Regions from separate parts of the Sus scrofa genome. Here region 1 is linked to region 2. Evidence: chromatin contacts called from public HiChIP or PLAC-seq data. All regions are on one chromosome and are shown on one strand. Each heading gives the region's core, a stretch centred on a gene start, on an enhancer-like site or on the middle of the called end of the contact. The rest is flanking DNA. Distances are from core to core; before and after follow the strand shown. Region 1 has its middle 71 kb from the start of NCK2. Region 2 has its middle 66 kb from the start of NCK2.

What was found. HiChIP or PLAC-seq counts read pairs in DNA pulled down with a chosen protein or histone mark.
Region 1: an H3K27ac HiChIP or PLAC-seq map of skeletal muscle shows a contact between it and region 2. The contact joins two enhancer-like sites. A contact is called at or near these places in 2 of 47 Hi-C or Micro-C datasets (both in liver) and 1 of 2 datasets of contacts at active chromatin or transcription factors (skeletal muscle).

The regions. Positions count from the first base shown.
Region 1 is chr3:49,177,842-49,182,303 of Sscrofa11.1, forward strand. It overlaps a transcript of NCK2 not described here. Among named protein-coding and RNA genes, the nearest start is that of NCK2, 71 kb to the left of the region's middle. Within about 2 kb of position 1,305, at least 4 of the 83 cell types and tissues checked have an H3K27ac peak or open chromatin away from gene starts, as enhancers often do. A contact at or near this core is called in skeletal muscle, where this site is marked.
Region 2 is chr3:49,041,064-49,045,043 of Sscrofa11.1, forward strand. No RefSeq gene overlaps it. Among named protein-coding and RNA genes, the nearest start is that of NCK2, 66 kb to the right of the region's middle. Within about 2 kb of position 1,573, at least 14 of the 83 cell types and tissues checked have an H3K27ac peak or open chromatin away from gene starts, as enhancers often do. A contact at or near this core is called in skeletal muscle, where this site is marked.

The sequences.
Region 1 (4,462 bases), core at 55-2,554, 140 kb after region 2:
TCCAAGCCTGGCCACAGGGCCCAGCCTGGCCCTGCTCCATGAGATGAGGTCCTTTAGCCACATGGCTCCCAAAGGCCTGCAGGGAGGGTCCTTACACTCTGGGTGAAACTGACACTTGCACATCCCTGAGAACCAGCGCAGCCTCTTAGAAGGGCGTTAAGGCAGGTGTATGAGAAGCACAGGCACCACCCACTCAGCTCTGCCACCTTTCGCTGACGATTCAGCAGAAGAAAAGAAATACCAAAGGCACACACAGGTACCTCACCGACTGGAACAAGAGCTGAATGGGCAAGTCAACAGCAGCAATGGAGCAACATGAAAACATCGCAAAGCTAATAAGGTGGGGACGTGCTCGGGTTAGAAGAGTCTGAAACGGTACAAATGGCTACATATACGTGCAAGGACTAATTACAAACATGAAGAGTTGCTCTTTATCGATGATAAGATTACAGGAGGAGTTTTCCTTTTGTCTTTTTGCTTTTTAGGGCCACACCTTGTGGCATATGGAAGTTCCCAGGGTAGGGGTCGAATCGGAGCTACAGCTACCGGCCTGCACCACAGCCACAGCAACACCAGATCCAAGCCATGTCTGTGACCTATACCACAGCTCACAGCAATACCGGAGCCTTAACCCACGGAGCGAGGCCAGGGGTCAAACCTTCAACCTCATGGTTCCCAGTCAGATTCATTTCTGCTGCGCCACAACAGGAACTCCCTGTTTGCCTTTTTAAATACTATCTCTAAGTGTTCGTTAGTAGGCTGCCTGTGTCACTGAAAGAAACTCCACCAAAAAAGACACAAAGAGCAGTGCCAGAAAAGAGAAGTTTCTGGAAGCCAGGTCGTGTGTTTGGTGTGCACTTTCAGATCTTTTTACCCAGCAGTCAAGAGCCCGACAACCCTGGGCACCTGGGAAGGTGTGAGCAAGTGTGAGTTGGATTATTCAGCCTCTGTGGAAGGGAAACCCCAGAGCTGGGGAGCACTGTTGTGCCGACACTGGAACCACAGGTTGGTTGTTTTTTTTTGTTTGTCTGTTTTGTTTTTTTGTTTTGTTTTGTTTTGGCCACACCTGGGGCATTTGGAAGTTTCTGGGCCAGGGATGACATCCGAGCCGCAGCTGTGACCTATGCTATAGCTGTGGCTACACCACCTCCTTAACCTGCTGCACCACAGCGGGAGCTCCTCGAATGTAGATTTTGCTGGCAATAGGTTGTTTCCACGGGAATAAGGCAGCTGCAGGGGCGCAGCGAAGAGCAGATCAGATGTCGCAGTTGAGACATTAGGTAAACATCACGACTATTCCAGCCAAGTCCATACTAGAGGACTGCTCCTCCCCCACAGCCATCACCTGAAGGGCAGTTCTAGCAGCTGGTATTTATAGCTCCCTGCACCAATGCTTTTTCTAAACTATTATTTTATACCATCTTTCAGTTAAAGATGCAGTCCCAAAACTCCAGAGGGCATTTTGCTGTGACACCCGAGAGCCAAAAAAAATCAAGCTCCTTTATGCAAGAGATGTTTAAAAGTCACTGACACTTTTGTGATACTAAACATTATTACAAACCCCTGTACCGAATCCACAACCCAAACCCATCACTAAAATATTAAAGAATCACAAATCCCAGAACACTGTTTACATTAGTGTTTTTTAGATAATAAACTGATGTGTATGGTTCCCCATGGTGACCGTTTAATTAATTAAATTTACAAAAATAATGCTTACGCTTTTATCCAATTTAAATAAAATTGTTCTTAGAGCTCTCTTCCAGACAAGATTTTATTCTAGGCACTTGGGGGATGTTTCGTCACCACTGCATGACTGCAAAGTTCTGCGAGGCAGCAGAATTAAATTACTTCCTGCGGCGCCTGCGTGGACCATTTCTGGCCCGAAGCCTGGCTCCCAGCAGCTCTATCATCAGATGTGACAGCACCCAGTCTCCGTGCCATACATCCCCTCCCCATGTCAGCAGGGGAGACCCCGGGATGCCTCTTCAGGATGCTTTTAAATGGTTTTTGTTTTAGGCAATTGGATTAAAATGCAATATGAAAATTATTATTTAAAAGACGAATTTGAGATGCAATAACATATGTTCGTTATTTTAGCAGATCTAATAATCACCCTAATTTCAAAGGAAAGTGAGAGTAACCCAAATTCTAACCCACCTGCAACCACTGCTATGTCCTAGGAGAGCCTGATCATTTCTCTAATGGCCAAGGATGTCTGATGGCTGAGAATGTCACGGGTTGTCCCGCCTACCTTACCAATGGAAATAAACACTATTTCAGTTAACAGCTAGTAAAGATAAAAATGTATGGTTTGGGAGTTCCTGTTGTGGCTCACCAGATTACAAACCCAACTGACAATGTGAGTTCGATCCCTGGCCTTGATCAGTGAGTTAAGGATTTGGGCTGCTGCGAGCTGTGGTGTAGGTTGCAGACACGGCTCAGATCCCGTGTTGCTGTGGCTGTGGTGTAGCCAGTAGATGTAGCTCCGATTCGACCCCTAGCCTAGGAACTCCATGTGCCGCAGGTGTGGCCAAAAAAAGTTGTGGTTTGGGGGTTCCCATTGTGGCTCATGAGGTTAAAGACCTGATAGAGTGTCCATGAGGATGTGGGTTCAATCCCTGGCCTCGCTCAGTGTGTTAAGGATCCTACACCATTGCTGCAAGCTGCGATGTAGGTCACAGGTGCCGGCCTGGGTTTGGTGTTGCTGTGGCTATGATGTAGGCTTGCAGATGCAATTTGTCCAATAATTTCCATATGCCACAGGTACGGCTATAAAAAGAAAAAAAAAATTATGTTTTTCACCCCCAGGTCACAGATTCCCTGAAGCCCATCCTCTCCTGGCAGGGCCCCTGGCTTAAGGACCAACTTTGGGGAACCACTCAGACCTTCACAGGATGTCATGAACCATCAGATTCCACAAATGCCTAGATTCCAGACTCAGGCTGTCTCCAGCTTCCGGGGGCCGCAGAAGGAACCCCCTCAGCAGAGGGCTCTTTGATGCTGTAACAGGAACACCTGTGGACCCGAGAGCCTGGGATGGACCAGCCCCTGGTTTGATGCTTTGCTGCCCACGTGCTGCCACGTTTTTGCCACCACATTTCCTCCAGCAAGGCCTCTCCCAGGGAGCATGGGGAGGACGCTTAAGAGATCACGGTGTTCAGCGCTGCTCTTACACTGGGAATGATGCTTCCAGCCAACTGGTCATAAAAACCCAAGCCCAGCCAATTCCAAAAATACTGTCCTTAAATGTTTCCCAGGAAAGCTGCAGTGCTTGCTTTCAGGTCATGATTCTGCTATACACAGACACAAAAACTCACATCAACAACCTCTGGCAAAACAAAAATTGAGAAGATTTCTTTCTTGCTTTGTTTTATTTTTTTAGGGCCATTCATGTGGCATATGGAAGTTTCCAGGCTAGGGGTCAAATCAGAGCTACAGCTGCCGGCCTACACCACAGCTCAATGGCAATGCAGGATCCTTAACCCACTGAGCGAGGCCAGGGATCGAACCTGCCTCCTCATGGATGCTAGTTAGATTTGTTTTCCCTGAGACACAACGGAAACTCCAGAAAAAAATTTCTAAAAAATTATTGGAAACCCACAGGTCAGGACAAAAATGATAAATTATACTTTAACACAAAGGCCTGGCTGGCAAGAAAATAATGTTCAAAGAAGCCACTGTAGATGTTGACATGCAAGGCAATTCTCATAAACAAAATGTACTAAGGCAAATTATATTTATGGGAATGGATACAACTGAAGCTCATCTAGGTAGCTTTGGGGAGGGTGTCTCCAGAGGGCCTTGCAAAGGGCCCCTATGGAATCACACCGTCACTGGGGAGAGGGGAGGTATAAATAGGAAAGTGAGGAGTTCCCGTTGTGGCTCAGTGGTTAACGAATCCGACTAGGAACCATGAGGTTGCGGGTTCGATCCCTGGCCTTGCTCAGTGGGTTAAGGATCTGGGGTTGCCGTGAGCTGTGGTGTAGGTCGCAGACGCAGCTTGGATCCCGCGCTGCTGTGGCTCTGGCGCAGGCCAGTAGCTACAGCTCCGATTAGACCCCTAGCCTAGGAACCTCCATGTGCCGTGGGAGCGACCGTACAAAAGGCAAAAAAGGACAAAAAAAAAAAAAAAAAAAAAAAGGAAAGTGAATTAGGCTACAGCTTTAACCCTGACCTTCTCTCTCTGTACCCAAGAGAAAGTTCAGCTACCCCTTCCCCTCTAGAGAAAAGACCCCCTCCACCCCACCCCGGGGCCGGCCCTCCCAAGCCAGCTTCTGAGCCCACTCCCACGCAGCCCAGACCCAGTACACAAGTTCTCTGCACTATCTCTGGAATTTTTCTATAACTCTAAGACAATTCTAAAAGGTTTATTTAAAAATAGATATATATAGGAGTTCCCATTGTGTCTCAGTAGAAACGAATCTGGGAGTTCCCATCGTGGCTCAGTGGTTAACGAATC
Region 2 (3,980 bases), core at 323-2,822:
TTCCTGTCGTGGCTCAGAGGAAATGAATCTGACTAGCATCCATGAGGACGCAGGTTTGATCCCTGGCCTTGCTCAGTGGGTTAAGGGTCTGGAGTTGCCGTGAGCTGTGGTGTAGGTTGCAGACATGGCTCAGATCTGACGTTGCTGTGGCTGTGGTATAGGCTGGCAGATACAGCTCCAATTCTACCCCTAGCCTGGGAACCTCCATATGCTCGGGTGTGGCCATAAAAAAAAACAAACAACAACAAAAAAAAACCCAAAAAAAAACAAACTGTAGACCTTAGTCAATAATCATTCATATTATTTCATATCTGGGTTCTGGTCCTCCCGGTATGGAGGACAAACGTCTCTGTGGCTGGTTGCAGGGAGCTCCCCGCAGGCCAGGCTGGTTTGGCTGGAAGGGGTCCAAGAAGATCGTTTTCTTCAATCCATTTTGCTAACACTGGCTGCTGTGACCTTCCACCCCAGTCCTGACCCCCTCACCCCCAACTACACTGTGTTCCCTCAGGAATACTCATCAGGTTACAGCGAAGCTTACAGCTGCTGCCACTGGCTTCCAAGCTCAGGGTCCCACACACGGACCATTTTTTCAAAAAAACAAATGCCACTGATAGGTGATAGGCTGGCCTGTCCACCCCACAATTTTCTTTTCTTTTCTTTTTTTTTTGTCTTTTATAGGGCTGCACCCACGGCATATGGAGGTTCCCAGGCTAGAGGTTGAAATGGATCTGTAGCCGCCGGTCTACACCACAGCCACAGCAACGCCAGATCTGAGCCATGTCGGCAACCTACACCACAGCTCACGGCAATGCCAGATCCTTAACCCACTGAGTGAGGCCAGGGATTGAACCCACAACCTCATGGTTCCTAATCAGACAGGAACTCCCACCCCATGATTTTCTTACTCTTAGCTCCGTCTGGGTTTCACCATCACTTAACAATCATTTATTAAACAGAGCAGGTTTGCTGTGCCAGGTTAAGTGTAGGCCAGAAAGACAAGCTCCTTCTGGATCTGTACATATGGACCAAACTGGTTGATTTGGATTTTAAAAAAAAGGCCCAGCTTCATTGATTGAATTCATTTTTCTTTCTTTCTTTCTTTCTTTTTCTTTCTTTCTTTCTTTCTTTCTTTCTTTCTTTCTTTCTTTCTTTCTTTCTTTTCTTGTTTTTTTTAAGGCCAAACCTGCGATGTATGGAGGTTCCCAGGCTAGGGGTAGAATTGGAGCTGTAGCCGCCAGCCTACACCACAGCCACAGCAATGAGGGATCCGAGCCATGTTTGTGACCTACACCACAGCTCACAGCAATGCCAGATCCTTAACCCACTGAGCGAGGCTAGGAATCAAACCCACATCCTCATGGACACTAGTCAAATGTGTTTCTGCTGGGCCACAATGGGATCTCCCTCCTTTTTGTTTTTTTAATCTTCCTGAAAACTGATGCTGATTCATGCTGGACACAACATCTGTTGAAGAACCCTGTTCTCTTCGAATCTCCTCCATCATCCTGAGCTGGCAGTGCCCCGCCCTTGGGGGGCCTGCTTCCCCTTCTCCTCCGTGTCCCGTGCAAGGGCAGGGCCACTGCCGGAGGCACAGCCTCCTTGGTCTCGAAGCAGGGCTGTCGCTGTGCTAACGCAGCAGAGAGTCAGTTTCAGCTGACAATCTCATATTGCAGCTCAGGAAACAAAAGAGCGATTCAGTTCTTGCGAGAAAACTTGCCAGATTTTTCCAGGCAGCGGTTTTCCTTCTTGAAGTCACTTTTTGTGTTTCCATCACAGAAATGAATTCAAAGGAAAATGAGTAATTGCTGGTCTGCTCAGCGTCGAGGGTCTCCCTGGAGTAAGTGCATTCCTGCGCGAGGCTCTTCATTTCCATTTCCAGGGTTTTCGAATGTAACACAAACACTTGATGGAACGTGCACCACTACCCTGTTATAATTAAACAGCCTGACTTGGCGAAGCACTTCACCGATCAGCATAAATCTGGTCCACGTTGGTGTGACACACAGAAAATGGTCACAAGGCTTCTGTTAGATTTCCTGGCGCTGCTCTCGCCGGGCTTCCAGTAACTGTGCTTCTTACTGGCCTCGAGGTGATTCTCACGTCTGGTGATGGCTCCGAATACATGGGCTTGCAGGGGGGGGTCTCCAATTTTGGATAAAATATATTCCATCGAAGAACCGTTCCTGGAGTCCCTCTGCAACAGCGTTCTGAGCACAGCTGACTAAGACTCCGCAGGGCCCAGAAGCTAGTCAGGGCGTTTAAGATGCAGTTCCCTGTAATTCTAAATATGTCTGTCACCACCCACTTTCTTCTCCTGCAAAGTGGGGATGCTGGCTTCTTGCCAGGCCTGATAACCTAGCATTCACTCTCACAGCCCAGAGGGGCCCTGATTCATGCCTTCTTGCCCAGTTGTGGGGACTACTGGGCTGCCAGGTCCAGGCCAGTGCTTGCTCCAGACCCTAGCCCAGGCCAAGCTTGAGGCAGGGGCCACCTCAGCTCTCAGCATCTGTCCCCACCCCAGTCAGGCCTCACTGCCTGGCTGCAGCTTGGCCGCCCAGCTTTTGCCTTAGTTTTCCTGGAAGGCGGCCACGTTGCAGCCGTGTTCATCAGGGTTCCGCTGCAGAGACAGAATCCACTGGGCGAGTTGAGGCTGAAAGGGGTTCCTCACAGGCTGCCGATGACTTCCAGAAGGGTTAGGAAAGCTGGAGCAGTTATAGGAGGAGCCCCTGGGAGCTGCCCTCAGGGCCACCAGCAGACCTGACTGCAGGCTTGACGACCAGGCAGGCGCTGCAGGACTAGAATTCAACTGCACCTGCTGGCTCTGGTCCACAACTTCCGCTGTCCTTACACAGCAACGTAGGTGTCTCGGGCTCAGCCTTTCTGGCCAGGTGATTGGTTCTAAATGAAACCCCTCCCATTTGCACCAGTGGGTGGGCGAAGTGATGCTAGCTTCCTGCGGATGTGGCCAGTTGGAGTCACTGAAGGGGGCTGAGGAGGGAGCCCTGGGCGTGCCTCTGGCAGCAGCTCCACGTCCTCTTGCCACCACCTCCTGGAGGCCTGCCAGGCTTCAGCTCCCACAAATGAGCCCAGCCTCAAACTGTGAGAGAAGCTAGATCTAAATTAATGGAGATGTTTGGAGTTCCCTTCGATGCTCAGCAGAAATGAACCCGCCAGTATCCATGAGGATGCGGGTTCAATCCCTGGCCTCGCTCAGTGGGTTAAGAATCTGGTGTTGCTGTGAGCTGTGGTGTAGGTCGCAGATGCGGCTCGGATCTTGCACTGCTGTGGCTGTGGTGTAGCTCTGATTCGACCTCTAGCTTGGGAACTTGCATATGCAATGGGTGTGGCCCTAAAAAGCAAAAAAAAAAAAAAAAAAAAAAAAATTAATGCCTGTGTGGATCTTATTCACAGCTTGGAGGACTCGGTTTTCCTCAAACTGATCTACAAAGAAAAAACAGCCCCAATCAAAATCCAAGCCGAACTTTTTTTTTAATAGAAATTAACCAGCTGGTTCTGAAAGCCATATGGAAATGCAAAGGACCTAGCACAGGCAGAACACCTTAGAACTAAGTTGGAAGATTAATGCTACCTGATATCAACAATCATTGCAGAGCTACAGTAATTGAGACAGCGTGTTAGTGTAAACATTAGCAAACAATAGCATTCACAAGTAGACTCACCCGTTTATAGACAACTTAATTTTGACAAATGGGCAAAGACAATTTGATGAAGAAAGGATAGTTTTTTCAATTAACAGTACTGGAACTATTGAAGAGTCATATGTAAAAATTTCAGTTTGGATTCAAATTTACATCATATACAAAAATCAACCCATTTATAGACAACTTAATTTTGACAAATGGGCAAAGACAATTTGATGAAGAAAGGATAGTTTTTTCAATTAGCTGTACTGGAACTATTGAATAGTCATATGTAAAAATTTCAGTTTGGATTCAAATTTACATCATATACAAAAATCA